Linked DNA regions of Mus musculus: regions 1, 2, 3, 4, 5 and 7 are each linked to region 6. A link is a contact called in public Hi-C, HiCAR-type and HiChIP or PLAC-seq data. All regions are on one chromosome and are shown on one strand. Each heading gives the region's core, a stretch centred on a gene start, on an enhancer-like site or on the middle of the called end of the contact. The rest is flanking DNA. Distances are from core to core; before and after follow the strand shown.

Region 1 (2,700 bases), core at 12-2,511, 1.4 Mb before region 6:
TCTCTCTCTCTCTCTTACACACACACACACACACACAAACACAAACACACAAACCCCCTAAAAAACCCTTTATGTTCACACATCTCTAATAGAAGACTTTGCAGGCGTAGACTCAGGAAGCTCTGTGTCCACCCTGGACTGAACCACGGTGGCAGATCTGTGTCTTACTTATTCCTTTTTCTGAACAGCACAGTGCACAGGGTTGACATGTACCCAGTGTATGCTTGTAGAATGATGAATGATTGAAGATTAAAGATTCTACCCCCTCAATGAGAGGGAATGCAGGCTTGCTGCATGACTGCCGACAAGTTTAATCTGCCTGGTGATCCTGTGTTGTTTACAGGTCCATAAAAGTCCTACATAGCAAATATATATTAATCGAACTGATAATGACAGGAGCTTACTCTGACAGTAAAATATACCATTGAAAAGAGGAACTCAGTGAAAGAAAGGAGAGACGTGCAGCTAGTGAGATGTTTCCGTTTGTGGAGGTGCTTGCATATGGGTCTGACAGTCCCATAATCCTCCAAGATAATGAAGCAGAACTGTTTTGTTAAGTTGTTCTCTGAGCCTCCCCATGGCCACACACACCAATAATAATGACAGTATGTTAGTAGAAGAAGGAAGGAGGAACAAAGACACTTGAAGCATGTGATAACTTTTAGAAGCATGTATGCTGTAATATTTAGAGAAGTTTTTTTAAAAATACTATATACATTACATATGTAAAAGAAAATATTATATGGTCTTTGCAATAGCTACTGCCTCTGATTCCGGATGGGGTCTGAAAATAGTAGTTCCTGGCAGCTGGTATTGACATCCATTAAAGAAAAACTCTAACAGATGTGCTAGGTCCTGTATGAATCTGTGTAACAACAGCTTTTAGATACCATTGGGATCAGATGGCTAAGAAGTGATTTCAGTGTTCTGTTAGGCTCTTTAAAATGGAGGCTGTGTTTGGGTGTCCATTGTTGAGGCAGCCATCCAGGTGTAGGATCTGGCTGCTTCTGTGCTGAGAAATAGAACAGGGGCAGAGAAAGAAGGCAGAGAGGCAGACTGGCCACATAGCCCTGTGTCTGGACCTGGCTCCCGTCTCCTTTCTCTGATCAGGGTGCTTCTGCTCCCTGCAGAATGAATTAGCCTGACATTTTATCAACTTTTTGGAAAGTGGGGTGAAGTGATGTGGAACACATCAGAGTGGGGAAGCCAAGCACATCTGAAAGAGAGCAGATTTCCTCTCGTCTCCTAGGCGTGCTCTGCCCCTTGTGGAGTCAGTGGAGGCTGAACGGATGTCCGCCCAGTTTCAGTTCATCCTGCTGCCTTCATGTTACACTGACGTGAGTGGATCGGAATCAGAAGAGTAGGTACCCCCCCAACCCCCCACGTTCAGTGTCACAGATGGTCACCGGTGTCACATGGCCCTGCCACCACCCAGGTTCCGTGTGACTCACCACAAATAACTTGGAGTGGACTCCTTACACCTTCCCTATACATGCTGCTGCTCCATTGAACACCTATAAGGGCTGATTTGTGATTTTCGTAATTACCAGTAAATTATGGATGGAAATTGTATAAATCAAACTGCCTTTTTTTGATAATTTCATAAAAAATGGGTGATAAAGAGAGTGAATTGCAAGTACATTTGCGTGGCACTGTTCATGTGTGTTTATGGCAGGGGGGATTAACCTGTAAATCATGGCTTTTTTGCCTTGTGTGTCTCTTCATAAAATAAACTCAGCGTTTTCCTATGAGCAATAAACTGAGGTTTGAAAGGGAAATTTTTTTAACTGATTAGTATTCCATTGAGATTGAATTATGTGGAGCTAATGATTATTTTTGGATGTCTTCCAGAGACAGATGGGGCTGTGTTTAGAATTCACACAACAGCTGAAGGACTTGTGGGTGAGGATGTGCCCTTAGAGTTGGCGTTCCATTTACCAGTTGGTTACCCTTTGTGTCTACCCGGCATCTCGGTTACCTCGGAACATCTGACCAGGGCCCAGTGTGTTACCGCGAAGGAGAAGTTACTTGGAGAAGCCAGGAAGCTCGTGTCAGAACCGATGGTTCACGAGCTGGTTCTTTGGATCCAGCAGAATCTCAGACTTGTCCTCAGCCAGCCGGAGACCGCCAGCAGCCATGAGAAGTGCACTTTGCCAGAAAGTGCGACGGGGGACGATGGACCGTGGATGACTCTTTTGCGTTTAGATCACATGAGAGCGAGGACTAAATATGTCAAAGCCGTGGAGAAGTGGGCTTCAGAGTTAAGGCTGACAGGAAGACTGATGTTCATGGGTAAATTAATACTGATTTTACTACAAGGAGACAGAAGCAACATCAAGGTGCTGGAAAACTTCATTTTGAATATGAATCTACTTGCTTTCTCTTAAATATGGTGCATTTTTAAGTGTGTTTTATAACAGTGAGCTAGTCGAAGCATGGTGTTTCTGATTTGCCTATCATCGTGTTAAATGGTACTTTGTTTTTTTTTTTTTTTCTCCTCTATTCTTTATATTTGTTTATCTTTTGTGTCTGGGTGTTTTGTCGGGATGTGTCTGTGCACCTCGTGTAAACGTTTAGAAAAGCCTCTGATGCTCACAGAGCCTGGAGGAGGGGGTTGGATCTCCTGGGAGCTTCGAGCTATGAGCTGGGTATCAAACACAGCCTCCGGAAGAGCAACCAAGTTCTAACCACTGAGCCATC
Region 2 (3,045 bases), core at 187-2,686, 1.5 Mb before region 6:
GGTAATGGTGGTGCATTATCAGGAGAGAACAGAGCAACTGACCAACAATGAGGAGCTAGGATAAGTGCCTGCAGATGACAGTCCTGAGATAGCACTGTGAAATTCGTCTTAGCTGAACTGACCCTATAGATATCTGCCTATAACCATCACATGCCCACACAGTTATGAGAGGAGCACATGAGTACATGAAGCAGCTATGGGGCAAAGCAAAAACAGTCAGGGGCTATGCAGGTTGGGAAATATCTGTGATGAAACAGGTGTGGCCACAGCGCTGTGGCCCTGGAATGCCGAGACGCTTGGGTAGAACACAGGGAACGATCTGCATGGTCTTCCTGGCTGGTTTTCTGACCGTGTAGCTCATAGAGGTTTTCTCTGTGGTTCCGCCTAGACCGGGGAGCTTTCAGAAATAATTGAATTGTTCCATTTCTATAGATGAAGACGTGAGCTTCATTGAGCTTAGTTAGCTCAGTCAGCTGGAGACAGCTCGGCTAAAAAATGGACTCCAGGTTCTAATAAATAGGATTTCGGTTCTATTGCTTTCCAAGATGAATTTAAATACAGATGTGGTGTGAGATTATGTGTACATTTTCTGGCCTAAATTGGCAGCAGATGCTTCCCTGTGTGTATGCATATTATTAGGTCAAATATGTAAGCTTTATTTGGTAGGTATTTCTCACAAACAACTGCCCTATGTCATTAATGTTGAAATTTCCAGGTTATTCGATTTATGTAGAATTCATCTAGTTCCAAAAATAGGACTTGTGACTGCTTTTTTTTTTTTGGCAAATCATACAGCTTGTGTGTACCTCTGCATTATTTAGTTTTATTCCAGTTAATTGGATCTGGTTGATACAGCAGGTCGGAAAGCAGAGTTTATAGACTTGGCAGTTTGGGATACTCAGCCAGTCCTAAAACAAAACAAAAACAAACAAACAAACAAAAAAAAAACAGTCCAGTCCCATTTAAACATCCTGACCGCAGAGGGGTCCCGGATATAGATGGATTGCTAATGTACCCGTTTTTGTTACGTGGAAATCGAATCCAGGGCCTTGGACATGCTAGGCAGGAGCTATACTTGGATAGCTTGCGGTCCTTCAAGGGTGTTCTCCGGGGGTTTGGGAAGAGGCTGCTCTGGGACATGACGCCTCTTCTACACACGTGCCTCCTAGCCGGCTTGGCACGCACCTGCAGCCTCAAACCAGAACGGGGCGGGGCTGGACTTTGGCCGTGGCAGACGTGGCAGAAAGAAAAAAAAAAGCATCAGTTGCCATTTCATCTCCTCGACAAAGCAAACCATGCGGATCTTTTGCACAGCGTTTGGGCATATAAGACAGAATTCCCCATTGAAAAGGGGTTTGGGTTACGTGGCGAGCCGGGGCGCTGACCAACGCGGGGGCGGACTCACATACTTCTTCTCCCCACTCGTGAGGTCTGTGACTTGCTGGGAAAGCCCGCGCACCGCACACTGCACCCGGGCAGAGGTGTGAGCTCTCAGGGTTCCTTCGCAGCCCACCGCCTAAGCTCGCGGCTTCGAGCTCCCGCCGCGATCCAAGTCCCAGCGCCGGGAGGTGGGCCCCACGCGCGGCCTCCGGGCCCCGCCCACTCTGGCCTGGGGTCGGAGCCGCGGCGAGCGCCAGCCCAGTCCGAGCGGCCGCGGCCCCTTTAAGGAGCCGCTCTGCGGTAACCCGAGCCCGCAGTCCGGGCGGGCGCGGCGGCAGCGGCGGCGCGAGCCTCGGCGACAGCTCCTCCGGGCTCCCCCGGCTTTCCGCGAGCATCTCGCGCGTGGCTCCGGCCGGCGCAGCCTTCGGGCCAGGCTGGATGACCAGGCGCCTGTGAGCCCCGCTGCGCTCTCCCGGCCCCGCGTAGCCGCCGCCCGCGGGAGTCGTCCCGGGACCCGGCACAGGTGACGCCGTTTGGACGGGATCCGGGAGGAGGGCGGCCTCGCCCAGCGCAGCCTCGGGCACTGCGCCGCGTCGCACCGGCCTAGCGCGGCCGAGCTCGGGCGCCCGAGGCGGGTGGGAGCGCGCGGGAGGCTCTCGCAGGTGTGCGGCGGCGCAGCATCCTTCCTGCTGTCGGCCCCGCGCCGCTTAGCTCGGAGCAGATGATGTCCCGGGCCCGCGGCCCCCGGCGCTGGCCCGGGGTCCACTCGGTTCTCCCAGGCTGCTTGGTTCGGTCCCCCGGCTTTCCTGCTTGGCTAGAGGCAATCAAGGGGTCTGAGCCCAAAGCGGGTGGGTGCAACCTCTGGGCCTGCGGGGGACGCTTTCTTGCGAGAGACCGGCTCAGGGTCGGGAGCATCAAGTGGCATCCCCATCCTCCTTTTCTAAAAAAAGTAGCCTATTTTTACCCCCCACGACTCTCAAGTGGGTCCCATTTTTAGCCACCTGAGTGCTTAAGTCTAGTGGAGGGAGAATTGGTTTCTCTTTCCAGCCTCTGTAACCTCCTGGCAAGTTGGTTAAACTAAGTGCCTTCGTTTACCTTGGTAGGAAATGGGGCCTCTAATGCCACTATCTTATTTTCCCACCTTTCCAAGATGGTAGGGCAGCCTCTGTGAAAGTGGTTTTAAGTTAAGTTCATTTAACGGACACTTGCTGGCCTGTGTTTTTGTTTTTATTTGTAAGCATTTTCGAGCCACTGTACATGTGTATGTAAAACTGCAAAATATTAAAAAGTAATCTTTGATGTTTAAATTAACTCAGATACCAGTTTGGAGGCAATGTGGGAGAGTTTGTGTGGATGGTGGGAATTAATGTGTTTAATACTCATGTCTGTAATTTTATTTAGTAAAACCTTTACATAGTCAGATAATTGAAAAATTAAAAATGGATCTAGGATGGGGATGTTTTAAGGTGAAATTAACGTTTATAAGTAGTTTCTTAAGTCAATATATTCAGGAATCCCACTGCCCATGTTCCATCAGGTTAAAGATCTTTTCTCTTTGTTTCTATTTTCCTTAAGTTGTATGGATGAAACGAAATAAGATGTGTGTACCGGTGATGTCAGAAAAACTTGAGACTAGTTGTGGAGGCTCCCCTCCCCTGTGCCATG
Region 3 (3,093 bases), core at 567-3,066, 1.4 Mb before region 6:
TGTATGAATTTGGTAGCGTGTGTGCTTCTATGTAAATGGCCTTGAACCCATGGTCTTTTTGTCTCAGTTTCTCAAGATGGCTCTAGGCTGGCTCAAGTTAAAGCCATCTGAGACCTCAGCCCTTTCCACCAGGCCATGTCCCAGTTCCTCAGCCATGGGGACCAAGTTCCCAATGTGAGTCTTTGGGGGAAATACTCAAATGATATCCAAACTTTAGCATAATGGATTCCTAAGTGATAGTTTCCACAGGAGCACTGCAGACTGGAGAGTACTGTTCTTGGCCTTGGCTGGGACTCTGGTGTTACAGCTGAGGAAAATCCTGAAGCTCTGTGCAGTGCTGCTTCAGTGGCCGGGGGACTGCGGTAGGTTCAGAATTGATTTCTCTTTTGGTCAAAAGAAATTATTATATTTTCTAAAACATGATCATGTTATAGTAGGGATGGTTTGATTTGGAACATGTGTCAAATACTTCAAAGAATGTAAATCATTTAGAAATGGGTATACATTTAGAGTTAGTTGTCTACTCTTCTGTGCAATGGGAAAATTCCTAAAGAAAGCCAAGTAAATTATTTCTAATAAAGATACAATCCTGGCATATATTTAGAGAAAAAAAAATAGAACCAGTTATTTGCTGGCAAACTTTTAAAATATTTGTTCAGTTTAAATTTTTTTTTTCTAATTTCGAGTCTTAACACTGGGGCAGTATAAACTGGAGGGTGCCTGCTTTTCCAAGTTAGATTTGGAGTTACATAATTCATATGAATACGTTTAGGTCCTGAGTGTCATATTCTGCTGGATTGGCCTTCTTAATATTTTTTTTAAAAAATACTAAACAAATGGGTAAACATTTGTGGAGAACAGTGTACCTTCTTTTTGTATTTTATACAGTTAATCATCCTAAGCTAGGTATTATTTGGTTAGCTGTAGAATATATAGACATGCGCAGATTCAGGAACTGGAGACGTTGTGATAGCATTGAGTGGTTATTAGGCCATATGAGGGTGTAGGCTTATATATCAGTATCTGTTAGTGTCGTCTTCTAAACTTCATGGTATTTCCTGCTAGCAAAGAACTCTCTTTTTTTTTTTTTCTGAGAAGAAAAAAAAAAGGTTGCTTATAAAATGAGGCCATTTTGCATATTAATTAGGAGGTCTTTGAACTCTAAGAATAAAATCCGTTAATGCTTTGGATACGGAACAAGTGTGCATTCAAAGGCATTAATTTTATGCTAATAACGAGGCAAGCTTTACATTTTCCTTTGTTTTGTTTGCATTTCCTAAAGATAATTTAATGCAAATAATCCATCCATGTGCTGCACAGAGCGTGGAGGATGGCGGTCCTATAGGTAAGATTTTATCAGCGCTTCCATTATAAATCTCTATTACCCATGCTTTATAATTTAATTGAAAAAACTCACTGCAGGCAGAAATTCAACACTTAGAGTTTCAGGCCGAGCGCAATATTTCTCTTTTAAAAATTGCCTCCTCTATTTAATTTCACAGTTAATGGAAATGTAAGAAGTGTCCTCCTGGAGCTGATTCCGAACAAAGCCAAACAGATCATTGTCTCCAACTGAAATCATTTCTAAGTGAAAGTACCCGGTGTCTTACTATTGGCCTAGTACTATGGCGTTTAGCCAAATTAAAACAAACAAAACAACAGCAACAACTGGATCTGTTTATCCTCTGTCTTTCCCCCTGACGCCCACATGCAAGGAGAACTAGAAAATCCCGTGAAGAGGAGACACCTAAGAATGCACGTTAAATCTCATGGGCGGCACGCCCCCTTTCTGCTTGGCTTCCGTGTGCACACTTGACTCTGTTACAGGGGATCTGAGCTCCAGCTGGGGGATCTGCTCTTGTCAAACTGAGATAGGAAGGGGGCAATAGGGTAAGGGGGTGCGTGCTCCAGACTTCTTTATCTGCCATGTAAGTGTTCTCCCTAACCTTCTGCTTCAATTACCTTGACGGGAGCCCAGGGTTAATTAACGGGCATACTGTTTCCGATGGCTTACGCAGTAGAACTGAGAGGCTCAGGTTTTTGAAACATGGTGGTTTTGCCATCAGCTTTCGAACCCAAATCCTATAGTGCAGAAAGGTTAACCTGCCAGATGATACACGCTCCCCAATCAAGCCTTTACTGTAGCTTTCGCAAACCCAAGGAGAAAAGAGATCGTGAGTTAGAATGAGCCACACCGCTCCCTCCAACCCACCAGCCTTTCTGTTTAATTTTTGCTTGTAATGCTGCATTTGAAACGTACGCTGTTGAGTCCTTAACCTTAAGTAGTCATGGGAACCTGCCTAAATACCATCTGTCTCTCTCTCTGGATGGTATTGTTTCTAAATCAGATGTCTTGACACCCTAAGAAAAAATATTGAGGGGAAAAAATAATACAAACACCTCTCATGACATTTTGCCACTTAAAAAATGCATTAATATACATATTTTATTTTTGAAAGAACTTGTCAATGTCATAATAATGATGTTTCTATTTTGAGAGAAGAGAAGCCAACAGGATTAACTGAGGAAGAACTATCAGATATATTCCTTATTAATGATTTATTTGAATTGCCTTTAGAGTTGCCATTTACAGAACACCTAGCACTAACAGTTACTGCATTGTGGGTTTTACCTTTGCCACCGCACTGACTCCTCACAGATGTTTCCTGACGTGCAGGCAGCTCCCGCCACATGGACAAACCCTGGCAGCTGCTTGGACGGCACAGGAAGCTGAAGCTAAGAGAAGCAGCAACTTGCTAAGGATCCTGGGTAAACATGTGGCCATCAGCATTCATGCCCTCCCTTCAGTCTTGTGGCCTTTGTCCAGTAGCCAAGTGGCTTCTTATTGCTTTTGGGATAATTCGTATTTTAAAGTTAGAGCACTAGAGTATAAATGTATAGTGAGATACTGGGAATCCGTTCTTCTTATACCCAGTCCGAAGGGTTTACAAGTGATACAGTTTTACTTCCTTATTCCTTACAGTTTTGGATGCTGGGTATCCTGAGTTCGAGGGACCATTTGATTGGGTTTCCAGTGAGGACTCACCTCCACTTCTAAGATAGCCGCTCACTGTCGCATCCTTCTGTGATTGC
Region 4 (2,907 bases), core at 334-2,833, 1.5 Mb before region 6:
GAGCTCAGTGTAGTGTCTGGCCATTCCCATGACTCAAAATATGTTAAGTAAATAAGTAAGGAATTATAATTGCATGTTAAGTTTGGTACATTTGCATACATCATAAATATCATTAGTGTGTGTGTAGTCACTCATCACATAATGATGTTTTAGTCAATGACAGGATATTGGTCACATGACATTAAAAAGGAACAGAAAATTCCTTATTGTCTAGTGACACAGCAACCATAACACAGTAGCCCAAGGTAATCTATGAACAAATTCACTGTGCTGCCTGCAATATAAAAAAGTACAATATAGGGGCTGGTGAGATGGCTCAGCGGTTAAGAGCACTGACTGCTCTTCCAAAGGTCCTGAGTTCAAATCCCAGCAACCACATGGTGGCTCACAACCATCCGTAACGAGATCTGACGTCCTCTTCTGGTGTGTCTGAAGACAACTACAGTGTACTTACATATAATAAACAAGTCTTTAAAAAAAGTACAATATATACTACTATATACAGTTCATAACATTTGATAACAATAATACACAACTACATTACTAGTTTGTGTATTTTTATTAGTGTGTATTTTTTTTAAAGCTACTGTAAAACTGTATGGTCTCCTGCAGAGGCTGCCTTAAACACCTCGAATTTACTGTGTGTCTTGACTGCATCATTTTCTGTTAGGCAATGGTTTTGTTTTACTGTCCCTGGAGCAATAGGTTATAACATATGTATTCCAGACAGCATTGATATAGGTTTGGGTATCACCTTGGTTGTTTAAAGTTGAGTCGTGTTTAACTATACACTCGTCAAAACTGTTCATCTAAAATTTTAAGTTTTAAAATGTTCAGAGCTGACTGGACAGTTTATTACTCATATCCTGTCACTCTGGAGGTATCGTCGTATGGAGTGTCCACGTTTTTATCCTCAGGGACTTTGCGCATTCATAAGTGCGACAACTCTACTTCGTTTACCATGTAATGTTCACATTTCTTAAACTAAGTACAAAGACCTAGAATTAATAACGCACAGCAGCAAAGAGGGCAACAATATGTCAGCATCAAAAGGCTTCGGCGTACTCCGTCGCTAATTATTTGTTAGAAAGCAGTACACTACAGAGAGGCTTAATTACAGACAAGTGTAAATGACCTGTCTTAATGACAGGCGGCTGGGTGGCGTCAGCTAACCAGCATTTTTTCCTGCCTGGGGTGGCCGGTTCCGGGAACGCAAAGAAACTACAAATCTCAGCATGCAGCGCTCCTAAAGGCGCTAAGAAGGGCGAAGAGAGTCGCGATGCATTCTGGGGTTTGTAGTGCCTAACTCAAGACCGTCGGCCTCCGCCCGGATACTTACCGGATCCAGCCACGATCAAGAGTCTGAGAGACTCTCGGGGAGTGACGTGATGGGGCCCAAGCACGGTCCATAGTCGCTGGAATAGCAAGATCACTAGCCCTGCGGCTGTAGCAGCTAGAATCAGAATGCTCAGCATTCAAAGGATGGCGCATGCGTGTAGACCTGGCGCCAGCGGTTAAAGTTTGCAAGCACCGCGCTTAAGAGCAAACAGGGAGCAAAGCGCCTCTCTGTGGGCGGGGATGGTCTGCACTGGGCGGAGCTTGCCAAGTTGGGCGGTCAAAGTTCAGAAGTGTGGCTCTGATTGGAAAACGCAGAACGACGCGTCTCTTGCGTCTCAGTGAGCCGGGTTTGTCCGTGATGGGTGGGGCTAAGGGCAGTTTGCCCAGGAAGCGCTACAAGGAACAGTAATGGTTTTGTTACCCGAGTTTGTGCTGCAGTTGTGTAGTTGGAAAGTTAAGTGCTGGAGAAGTTTGATTTCTGCCAGTGGCGAGGTCAAACTACATGTATGGTAGAAGGACCACGAAGCCCCGGGTTAGTAGCTGCTCCTGTCCTGCCAGGTTTTGCCTGAGGCTCCTGGCATACATCACTACTTCCTTTCTTCCTTACGGGTTCCAAGACAAACCGAACTAGAAAATTTTTGCCAGTCAGAGGCATACTCTTAGGGGGAAAACATTCAAATCCGCCCTTTCCTGACATTTATGTTTTCTAGACAGTTTCACAGATCTCAAACTATAACCAGAATCCGGATCACTTCAAGCTATGTCATATTCCTGGGAGGATTGGAAACCCCTTGGCTTCAGGTAGCAAGGGAGGAAGACATAGCCCTGCAGTTAAGTTTATCACAAAGCATTTCTGGCTTATTCCTCCCGCGGTCCTCTGAAATGATAGACTTCCACTGCCCACTCTAATCCCAGTTGTGCGTGCGTTTGTGAACTTAGCCTAAATTACAGCAAAATAAAACCTCTTGACAACAAACATTCCTTCAGACCCTTATGGGGTTACAGATTGAATAGGTCAGGCATGCAGACAGGTCGAGAAAGGTGCTACAAATTGGCCTAAATGCAATAATGTCATGTCTAGAATTAGAAACCAGAAATCCTAACTCCTGCTGCCTAAGAATGCTACACCATATGGTCCGTTGTTAAATTCAGTTTGGATTGACGATCACATTTACCTGGAGCCTAGAATGCTTTTGGGAGCGATACTGAGTCAGAAGTTCCAGGAAGGCGCCCTGAGATCTCCTTATAAAGCTAGGTGTGTTGGTTCCCGAGTCAGCAAACTGCTTGGGAGATTTCCTGACTGTATCTCTATCTTGTTGATATTATAGCACGGTGCCTGTGGGCTCTTTCATCACTCCTTCTTAACCTCATTCTTTACAGTCAGGTTCTATGTAAATGTTACTCTTTGAATTACAATAGGGAAATAGATTACACAAAAGTTAATTTGCCTGAGGTTATTTATGTGATGAAAATCAATAAGAATGCCAGACTTTTAGACAGATATCATTTGTGGCTCAAGGGCTGGGGGGGTGGGGGTGGGGGCGGGGAGACAGCACAAAGGTTAAGAGC
Region 5 (3,123 bases), core at 277-2,776, 1.9 Mb after region 6:
TCATTAAGAGTTTCCTGGTTCAAAGTCTGCCAATTAGAAACTTCAGACGTCTCTCCATAGCGACAGTAAGATCAGAGAGGAAAACATAAATTGTTTTAATAACTTGCATCCTTTGTAGGGCTCAGCAAAGAGTCATTTTGAATGAGTATGTCTCATAATGCGCTTTACTAAGATATTTCATGGTTCTCAACCTAAAACCCATTATGGTTTGTTTACTAAGGAATGTAAGACACACAATCTGTATGATAAAACCAAAGGAGAAACTGGGACCAGACTGTCATTTCACAAGTCTTACTAAAATTGATGGGACTATAGATAATTCCTGGAAGACTGGCAGAACACAGTATTTTGAGGACACCAACCATAAGGCAAAGGAACATTTTGTACATTTAAGTAGCCGGTGACCAGGCTGGATGCTATGTGGGTCATATCCTGAAACACACTGGAGGTCCTTAAATAGTTAAAAGGGGATATATTGAGGAACTGTCTCAACCAGAAATAAAAATATTTAAATTGGGAAGCTTTTTATCTGTTTCCCCTCTCTGTTTTCTTTTTTCAACCTATGTTATAATTAGCTGGCCTCAAAGTGCAAGTCCTCTTGCCTCAGTCTACCCTGTGTTGAAATTACAGTCAAGCATTCCCATATTTGGCTCTTACAGGAATCTTCATTTAGAAATTTAAAGAGAGAGAGAGAGAGAGAAAGAGAGAGAGAAGACCAAAAGGAATAAATAATAAAAATGGAAGCTAGTTCTAACATATATCAATTAGTACTCAATTTTTCATTAACTTTGAATCTATAAAAACCAAGCAATGAACAACTAAATAGTTCCAGCTTTGCACTGGCTGTATGAAAAGGCATGCAAGATTGTTTCTTTCTCCTTGCAATACCCAGGGCTGCTGGCAGACCTTGGAGCTTGGAAACATTCTTGCACATTAACTTCAGGAAGAGTTCCAGGAGAAAGCTATGTTAGAAAGTAGCTGAAAATAATTGTTCAGCCTCAGCTTCCTTAACTCGACAGTAAAAGGACAACAAAATCCAATCGATGGGAAAAAACAAACAAACAAACAATTGAAAACCAGGAGGTTCAGATGTCTTTAATTTTTGCATTAGTCTCTGTAAAGACAGACTTGAGAATGGGAAAAAAAGTCACAACCTGGGAAAAGGGCACTTTTCAGAACAGGAAATCAAGCTGGGTCAGCTGGTTGTGTATATAGATCCTGCCACTTCACGCACAAACCTGGTGGCCCTTGGCTGTGTCAGGGCGAGAACACCACCTCCTGTCCTCTGTATCTCCATGGCCCACCCTGGCGGTGTTCCTAGAGTCAGAATTTAAAAGTCGGGCTGTAGATCTGAGCCAGGTTGTGGCTGGGCAGGCCCCACCGCTCTCCCGCCCCGGCCCGGCCCGGCGCCGCGGGCTCCCGCAGTTCCGCGTCTGCGCACGGCCGAGGGGCAGGAGCTGGGCTGGCCAGGGAGGCGCAGGGCGCCTCGGGAGCCAATGGGCGCGCGCGGGGGAGCCGGGCTGGCAGAGGCGGCCGGCTGGGCGCGCACTGCCGGGATGGACGGCGAGCGCCTGGCGTCGGGCTCCTCGGAGCTGGCGGTCGGGGAGAGCCCGCGGGGCGGCGCCCCGATCCCGAGTGGCAGCGGTTCCTGCAGCCTGCTGCAGGCCGATGTGCTGGATCTGGACGAGGACGAGGACGACCTGGAGGTGTTCAGTAAGGTGAGGGCAGGGGACGTGGCCATGGCCGTGGTGGCGGGGACTGCCTGTCCAGGGAAAGTTCCAGGGTGACTCAACTCTCCAATGGAGCTGGAGCTGGGGACAGTACCTCCAAGGCTGAACTAGTCGTTCCCTCCTCTTCACTTTTATCAGTGGCAGGGCCAAGGCTCATGGAGTCTGAAAAGTTCTGATTTTTTTTTTCTCTCTTCGTCTTTCCATTTTTCCTTGCTTGACAGCGACATTCCTCACCGTGTGCGGGTGGCCTGAAACTGCTTCTCCCTCCCCCCCCCCCAGCTCCTCCCCCTCCCCTAGGCTTCTTGACAATCCTAAAGTCCAGGAGAGCAATTGTGATTGCCTTAGTGCAGGGAGGTGGTTTTTGATTTACTGTTGTTATGTGTAAATGGGAGAGTTGAGTCACATTCTAAGAGAGTCTGGAAACCTGTGACCATTGGGTGTAGAAATCCTTTCAGGATTGAGAAAGCCTAGCCTCTACCACAGGCACAGCTGAAGACTTTAAATTGGGCAGTTATTCTGGTCCAACCCTCAGCTCCAGTCTGCATATTTCCTTCCCATTTGCCTTGGAAATCTAGCCTCAAAGGCGCTCCCTGGCTAGTGATATAATTAGACAGAAATGGACATACCGGCAGTAGTGGTAGACTTGATGCAAACTTGCCCTTCCTGAAAGTTGGAAACAACAACAAAAAAATACCTTTCTTTTGGCACAGTCCCAGTGTCACAGCAGTTTTTCAAAAGTGCTCAGTGGGAACATTGGATCAATGACTATTCAGTAGTGACATGTTGCCTTGAGATGTTACATGAGCCCACCAACTTAAAACTGTTAAACAGAAGTTAGCAAGTAACCAACACCCTTGGACTCCAGTGCGGAGCTCACAAACATCGTTTTGCACCCCTAGAGCATGTGAGATTGGACACCCAGTTGCATTCTAAGTAGATGGTATATCAGTTATGTGTGCTTAGTCTTTCTTTGTATTTGAATTATAAAACTGGGATTATTTCACATTTAGTTTCAATACTATCAAATTTTAATATCAATGTGTGTGTTTATGCACTCATACCTTTGCGTGCATACATACTCTCCTTTGTGCACAATTGGAGATCAGAGCTCAGCCACCATGTGGGGTCCAGGGGATTGAATCCAGGTCAACGGGTCCCATAGCAAGCACCTTACTGAGCCATCCAGAGTCCCAATACTGTTTTTTTTTTCTTTTCTTTTCTTCATTATACACACACTTTATGTTCAGATCAGTGTGAAACGTACAAACGTGAGAATGGAGTGTTGAGATTGGAAGTTGTCTATCAAAATAGTCTGGAATTGCTCTAAACTCTCCAGGTAGCCTCTTTTTTTCTAGGCTTTGTATCCCAGGACTCCCTTGGAAAATCCCCATCT
Region 6 (3,029 bases), core at 50-2,549:
ACCCATGAAAAACTATTATTAATGGAAATGATAATGGGGCCTTTACGTATCATAAGTCAAAAGTATAGATAGAAGGGAGGTGTTGCCGGAAATTAGATTTTTAAAAAGAATCGACAATCCCTAAGGCAAATCAAGACTATTTGACCAGGTGGTGGCTTGGAAACGTTCTTAGAGCAACAACAGTGCACATATGTGTGTGGTTGTTGTTGATTGCCTTTGAAACAAGGTCTCACTAAGTTTCTTCATCCTCTGGAGTAGCTGGGGCCAGGTTCTGACTTATCTTTTAAAAATAATATACAATCTCCCATTTAGTGAGGTGAAATTCCAGGTGGTAAGGGCAAGAGGCTTCTTGAAGGGGACGCGGCAGATCTGGAGGAGGTATGGAGGACACCTGGACAGACACAGTTGGTAAGTGCTGGAGGAGGTAGGGAAGAGCAAAGGGTGGTGCTGGCATTAGTGGCATGCCGGGAACATTTTCCGAAACCAAATGTTGCTGGGGCTATGATACAAATACATTAAAGAAGAACGGAAAACATGTTCTATGATATTAAGACCTTTAGTTCTATGGAAAAGTGATTTTTGTCTAGGCCGTTTTAACATTTTCATCCCCTGTAACTAATGCTAACTCAATTGGCCTCCTCTTTCCATATCCCCAAATGTTGGAATACAGGAACGCTTTCTGCCACCTCGCTCGCTCAGCGTGTGGCCATTCCCATGTAGGGATCTTGGAATATATGTTTTTCCTAACAGATGCACAAAAATTACCAACCCACATGAGAATCACCTTTTCTTCCTCTTGGCCTGATTGATTCCAGGTTTGTAAGCAAACACTAAGCTGGTGAGCAGTCCTTAATTAGGAGATGTTGTTATATTTTCCTAAGCAATGGATCTTGACCAGGGGGGTAAGCTCTTTGAGGATGAAGAATTTGTAAACGAGGTCTAGGATGCAGCTATAAAGTCTTTTTCTCTAGAGCTGAGAGGGCGAAGGGTGCCCGGGCCGGGCCTGGGATTGGTCCTTTGTGGTAATAATGCAGCTTGAGGTTGGAAGGAAGAGTGGAAGCAGCCTGAGAGCAGCAGGGTTGCAGTCCGGGCTAGCCTGAGGCACACACGGTGCAGGCTGCAGGCTGTCCCACTCACACCGCCCACGGAAGAGAAAGAACCCAGGTCAGCCAGCCACTGCAGCGGGCTCGTCTCCGAGGGCGGGAGGCAGTGCGCGCGCGGGCGGGCGGGCGGGCAAGCGGGCGGAGGCAGCCAACGGCGGAGGCGCCCACTCCCCCGGTCCCTGTGCCCCGCCGCTCGTCTCCCGCCGCCGCCGGGCGCCCGCGCGCTCGGCTCTTTCCGCCGCCGCGCGCTGCCCCGTGCGCTCCGGCACCTTCGGCAATTTCCGTCGGGCCCTGGCCGCCATTTTCTCGCCGCTTGTGTGGCTCGCTGGCTGCGTGGCTCGGTTCTTGGGAGCGAAGCTTTGTCCGGTTCGGCAATGGACGGGTAGGTACCGGGAGCCCGTGAGGAGATGGGCGAGGGAGAGGAGGCCGGCGAGGCGGCGGCCGGGATCCGGGTCGGGTCGGGTCCCGGGAAGCGGGGCTCGGGCGGCCCCTCCCAGGCCGCGCCGCCGTTACCCAACCCCCGCCCCATCACACACACCCCTCCCCGGGCTTCCCTCGGCCGCTCCGGCTACCGGCTCGAACCGCAGCCGCGGCTGGGAGGCCGGGGAGGCCTCGGGGCTGCTGTGGGGACGCGGGGCGGCCCGACTGCGGGGGATGGGGCGGGAAGCCCGGGGCGGCCCTGCCCCCTCGGGAGCCATGTCGACGCCGCGGGGAGACCCGAACCCTGGGGTGGCGGCGGCGGCGGCGGCGGCGGCGCGGGCGCGAGCGGGCCAAGCCGCGGAGGCCTGTGCGGAGCGCGAAGCCTGAGCGAGGCCCGCCATCCCCGGCCTCGCCCGAAACGCCGCGGCCGGAGCGCCGAGTGGGAGCTGCGGGGAAGGGGAGGGCGCGTGGCGGCGGGAGGGAGGAGGGCACATGTCACACTCCTTTGTTTTCATCCGAGTCTGGGAGCGGGGGCGGGAGGCCATCGGAATGCCTTTACCACCACCACAACGACAACAACAAGAATTCGGGGCTCGGCCCACAGGGCCCAGAAATTAAGCCATAAACAAAACCAAACCCCCATGAAGTGTTGGAGAGGCAGCATCAGTCACATGGGCAAAGGCCACAAGCCACGCAAGGCAGACAACAGATAATCCACACAGGGTTGGCCTTCCCCCGCCCCCTACTTTGATTAGTTTCTGGAGGAAAAAAAAATACAAAAATAAAAACAAACACCCCCCCCCCCACACCAGCCCCCCAAGCAAATATGGAACATGGATCAGAGTCGTGTTGCATCTTTGGAGAGGCTGGGCGTGAAGACCGGAGGATGCTGAGTGAGATGAGAGAGCTGTGAGAAGAAAAGAGGAGGCTCACCAATGTCGCGCCCTTGTTAACTCCACATCCCGAACGACCCAGTTCAACTCATTGTTCAGAGAAGGGGGCCACAGTTCACAGCCCACAGAGAGGAAGGGGCACGAAAAGAGACCCAGTGAACATGAACCTTTATTAAAATTGAGGGTCTGGATTTGACGAGTCTAAGAAAGTAAAATCCGAGTTTATTCAATAGGTTATCAGTCTAGAGTTAGTTATCTGGTGTTTTAGAAGAGATAATAAAAAGGCTTTAAACATCATTGCCACAAATTACCTTAATGGGATATTATTTACCACAGGAAATGTAGCTTTAGACATGTGAATTATCCCCAGACAGTTTTCCAATTTCCAGATTTTGTTTAGGTTACCAAAGAACTCACTCAACGTTGCTGATGTCAGTATATAAGCACGTTAGGAATAGTATAGTGTTTCTGCATTTTCATCTTGCTGTTAAAGGTTCTTAAAAATGATCATAAACTGACTGAAACGTCGAATGGTTCAAAATTATTTCTAAAAAAAAAAAAAAACAAAAAACAAAAACAAAAAACCTCCAGGTAAATAATAGTTAAAAAAAAT
Region 7 (2,971 bases), core at 353-2,852, 1.4 Mb after region 6:
CTGCCTCTGAAAGGAAAACAAAACACATTGCACAGATAGGATTTGATTTACTAAATGGAATGGTTTTCAAGTCAGAAGCATGGTCAAGGCACACATACACATACACACACCTCGCATACACACGTTCTCCTCATGCTGTAGAATCATGGCATAAATGCCCACACAGCTTTTCAATGCTTTCCAAGTTCTTTCCCTTAGTTTATCAGGATTACAAGAAAAATCACACACACGCACACACACACACACACACACACACACACACACAAGAACACACACATACACACACACACAAGAACACACAGAGAGACCCACAGACTAGCATGCTTTAAGAAAAAAAATCTGGAACAAGACAGGCGATAGGTTTTCTTCCTAACCAAGCAACAGAGTCAGCCCTTTCCCTACATACCAAATGCTCCACACTTCAGCACCTGGACCAGTGGACAGCTCAGCCCAAGCGGACAGCCTGCAGCACTCCCACCAGAACTGACGCTCCGAGCTCTAACCACAGCTCTTGTGCTTCAGCGGGGCAGCCTGACTTACGAGAACACCATTTCCTACGAGACCACTGCCGCTGGGTGCATATTCAATTCAAACCTCCTTAAGCTGTCGGATTTCCCCCACCCATCCACTCTCCCCACCCCCCTCCACCCTCCACACAAAAAAACGGAAAAGGGAAAAAGCCCAATACTACCAGGGCGTTTGTTGATCAACTTACACTTTCCTCTCGAATATTTAGGTACCGCTATCGGAGCAATAGCAGCGGAGGCTTAGGTCCGCATTAAGTACCTTTGTTCGTCGACTCCTGCAAGCCATGTTTATTAGAATCTACAATTCCCTCGCGCCCTAATAACTGAAGGTGTGTTTTTCGGGCAAGGGGTGCTTTCAGCACCTTTTGATCTCTCAAGGCCACTGCCACTATGGCAGTGTTCCTCTGTACTTCCCCACCCTGTCCCCCACTCCCCAACACCCATCCTAGCTAAACGCTTGGTAATTAAAAACCAAATATTCATAAAGCGAGCTACAAAAAAAAAAATCGGTTTAGGAAATAAGGCAATTAAGCTAAAGCAGAAATATTCTCATTCTCTCTCTCTCTCTCTCTCTCTCTCTCTCTCTCTCTCTCTCTCTCTCTCTCCTCTCTTCTCCCCTCCCTCCTTAACTCCCTCCTCCCTTCTTCTATCTCTCCTTCCCTCTCAAGTAGAAAAGGGAAAACACGAAGGAGAGGGGAAAAAAATCGGGAGGAGGGTGGTAGTGGACTCCTACAATCAATGGCAAAACACTATACACATCGTCACCGAGTAACACTCTCTGTCTCAGACAAAAAGAAACCCATTTACCGATGTAAACATAGTCGCCCTCTCCCACACATCCTACATCCTATGCGTTTGCTGAGATTTGTCTGCAGTATCGCAGGTATAGCAAAGTAACTGTCACAAATCCGTCTAGAATGAAGTGCTTACCCTCTAAATCCAGGTTGCCGGCTGAACTCCAACTGTGTGCAGAAGCCAGGAGTCATCGGATGGGCGGCGAGGCAGGCTTGGGCAGTGGGAGCCGCTGCTCTCTGAGCGCCCGGTTACAGTGTTAACAAGCCCTGGGAAGGGACCTTGTCGCCTCTCGCTGGCTGTGCCCCAGTGCCTTCGCGTGGTGGCGGCTTGCTCATGCTTCGGAGGAGTCCCAGGCGAGAGCCTTCAGCTGATGCGAGCTTCCAGAAAGGCGTGGGGAAGGGGGGAAAATCATCTAATGCAATCAAATCGATCTGATCCACACCATCTGTCGCCTGCCACTATACACAAACGTTAAAATAGGAAAACGGAAAACACTGACAGCCCAAGAGGCTTGGTCTGCAAAGAGTTCATTTTTAGCAAAGCATAATTGGGTATGGTCGGCGTACAGTTACAAAAAGCCGCTGTTAACCATCCAGTAGTGGACCCCGAACATGCTAATGGTGGATTAATTGAGGAAGATCTGACGTGTGAGCTTCATAGTCTCTTATTCATGACTTCCCAATGGGAAAGGACCAATGCCTTGTGGGACTATGGTAACATACAGTCAAAAAGCTGCTAAGAAAATGGCTGTGTGTTCACAGCACCTCTCTCTGATAACAAACATATGTCGACTAAAACGGTTTAGTAGAATGGGAGGGGGGGTTGGAGAATAGAATTTTCATTCCCTGTGTAAGCAACCCCCATATTCTTTCCTTAAAGAAAAGCAAAAAAGATATATACAACATCTTTAGCATACTGGAGAGAAAAAAAATGATGCCTTTAAAGCCTTTTTTTTTAATTTTTAATTTTTAAAATCAGCACCAAACTGTCACAGAAAAGAAAAGGAGCACTTATATAGCAGTTCTTAAAAAAAAAAAAAAACTATCATGCGTTTTCTTACTGTGATCAAAATACATGCAAAGCATATGCTGTATATAAAAACAATCTAGTAAATACCACTAGCTTTGACTAGGGGTTATTTTTTCCAGGTACCCTCTATGACTTATTGAAATCAGATCAGGATGCCTTTTTGAGAAACATTTTGTATCATTTAAAATTGATGGGGGACAGTTTTTAAAAATTAAGTTTTATAGTCCCTCCTCCCACCCATACACTGTTTGATGTGTCTCTGATCTAAACTAAACATTTGATAGGAGTGATATGGCAATGTGGGAAAGGGTAGAGATGTCAGGAAGAGGAAAAGGATGTATACTATCAATAATCAATAAATTCTACTCTATTTTTAATAGAAAAATAGGGAAATAAAATATATCACACCCTGTTAATTGTGATATTTAAATGCATACCATTATTCAAAATTAATGTTTTATGTATGGAGGGAGAACATATTTCAAACAGTGTGTGACTGTCCCTCACCTATTTGCAATTTTCAGATATTTTTAGAGGAACATCATAAGAGAGTTTCTTCTATATACGTGTAGCATTCTTTTATTACCTGTTATAAATAGGCTACACTTCTCTGATTTTCA

Evidence for each region. A called contact is a pair of places that touch in the nucleus more often than the background predicts. HiCAR-type assays count read pairs that join an accessible place to other places. HiChIP or PLAC-seq counts read pairs in DNA pulled down with a chosen protein or histone mark.
Region 1: an H3K4me3 HiChIP or PLAC-seq map of embryonic forebrain shows a contact between it and region 6, with 5 times the contacts expected there. The contact joins the enhancer-like site here to the promoter of Ptbp2 in region 6. A contact is called at or near these places in 5 of 39 promoter capture datasets (cranial neural crest, embryonic stem cells, hippocampal neurons and 2 more), 7 of 115 datasets of contacts at active chromatin or transcription factors (acute myeloid leukemia, astrocytes, embryonic forebrain and 4 more) and 1 of 9 other capture datasets (embryonic stem cells).
Region 2: a HiCAR-type map of astrocytes shows a contact between it and region 6, with 4 times the contacts expected there. The contact joins the promoter of Tlcd4 here to the promoter of Ptbp2 in region 6. A contact is called at or near these places in 1 of 39 promoter capture datasets (embryonic stem cells) and 1 of 115 datasets of contacts at active chromatin or transcription factors (astrocytes).
Region 3: a contact with region 6 is called in an H3K4me3 HiChIP or PLAC-seq map of embryonic forebrain, with 6 times the contacts expected there. The contact joins the enhancer-like site here to the promoter of Ptbp2 in region 6. A contact is called at or near these places in 4 of 39 promoter capture datasets (cranial neural crest, embryonic stem cells, hippocampal neurons and 1 more) and 7 of 115 datasets of contacts at active chromatin or transcription factors (embryonic forebrain, embryonic limb bud, embryonic midbrain and 4 more).
Region 4: a Hi-C map of regulatory T cells shows a contact between it and region 6, with 10 times the contacts expected there. The contact joins the promoter of Alg14 here to the promoter of Ptbp2 in region 6. A contact is called at or near these places in 1 of 39 promoter capture datasets (pre-B cells), 2 of 484 Hi-C or Micro-C datasets (CD8 T cells and regulatory T cells), 6 of 115 datasets of contacts at active chromatin or transcription factors (astrocytes, embryonic stem cells, pro-B cells and 1 more) and 1 of 9 other capture datasets (liver).
Region 5: an H3K27ac HiChIP or PLAC-seq map of the NIH/3T3 cell line shows a contact between it and region 6, with 7 times the contacts expected there. The contact joins the promoter of Snx7 here to the promoter of Ptbp2 in region 6. A contact is called at or near these places in 2 of 39 promoter capture datasets (hippocampal neurons and liver) and 3 of 115 datasets of contacts at active chromatin or transcription factors (the NIH/3T3 cell line, astrocytes and stem cell-derived neural progenitor cells).
Region 7: a contact with region 6 is called in an H3K4me3 HiChIP or PLAC-seq map of embryonic forebrain, with 10 times the contacts expected there. The contact joins the enhancer-like site here to the promoter of Ptbp2 in region 6. A contact is called at or near these places in 5 of 39 promoter capture datasets (cranial neural crest, embryonic stem cells, frontonasal cranial neural crest and 2 more), 4 of 484 Hi-C or Micro-C datasets (the N1E-115 cell line, cerebral cortex, cortical neurons and 1 more), 12 of 115 datasets of contacts at active chromatin or transcription factors (VIP interneurons, astrocytes, craniofacial prominence and 8 more) and 1 of 9 other capture datasets (embryonic stem cells).

Annotation. Positions count from the first base shown.
Region 1 is chr3:121,158,407-121,161,106 of GRCm38.p6, reverse strand. Rwdd3 (RWD domain containing 3) reads left to right here. Exons shown (of 5, transcript NM_028456.3): 2 at 1,852-2,339. Among named protein-coding and RNA genes, the nearest start is that of Rwdd3, 12 kb to the left of the region's middle. Within about 2 kb of position 1,261, at least 42 of the 459 cell types and tissues checked have an H3K27ac peak or open chromatin away from gene starts, as enhancers often do. A contact at or near this core is called in embryonic forebrain, hippocampal neurons, pre-B cells and 1 more, where this site is marked.
Region 2 is chr3:121,261,558-121,264,602 of GRCm38.p6, reverse strand. Tlcd4 (TLC domain containing 4) reads left to right here and starts at 1,436. Exons shown (of 8, transcript NM_001355678.2): 1 at 1,436-1,903.
Region 3 is chr3:121,132,839-121,135,931 of GRCm38.p6, reverse strand. No RefSeq gene overlaps it. Among named protein-coding and RNA genes, the nearest start is that of Rwdd3, 37 kb to the left of the region's middle. Within about 2 kb of position 1,816, at least 4 of the 459 cell types and tissues checked have an H3K27ac peak or open chromatin away from gene starts, as enhancers often do. A contact at or near this core is called in embryonic forebrain, where this site is marked.
Region 4 is chr3:121,290,416-121,293,322 of GRCm38.p6, reverse strand. It overlaps Alg14 (asparagine-linked glycosylation 14), which reads right to left and starts at 1,583. Exons shown (of 4, transcript NM_024178.3): 1 at 1,340-1,583. The coding sequence starts at 1,475.
Region 5 is chr3:117,867,339-117,870,461 of GRCm38.p6, reverse strand. Snx7 (sorting nexin 7) reads left to right here and starts at 1,526. Exons shown (of 9, transcript NM_029655.3): 1 at 1,526-1,718. The coding sequence starts at 1,557.
Region 6 is chr3:119,781,658-119,784,686 of GRCm38.p6, reverse strand. Ptbp2 (polypyrimidine tract binding protein 2) reads left to right here and starts at 1,299. Exons shown (of 14, transcript NM_001310711.1): 1 at 1,299-1,485. The coding sequence starts at 1,478.
Region 7 is chr3:118,429,047-118,432,017 of GRCm38.p6, reverse strand. No RefSeq gene overlaps it. Among named protein-coding and RNA genes, the nearest start is that of Mir137, 3.3 kb to the left of the region's middle. Within about 2 kb of position 1,602, at least 40 of the 459 cell types and tissues checked have an H3K27ac peak or open chromatin away from gene starts, as enhancers often do. A contact at or near this core is called in the N1E-115 cell line, VIP interneurons, cerebral cortex and 4 more, where this site is marked.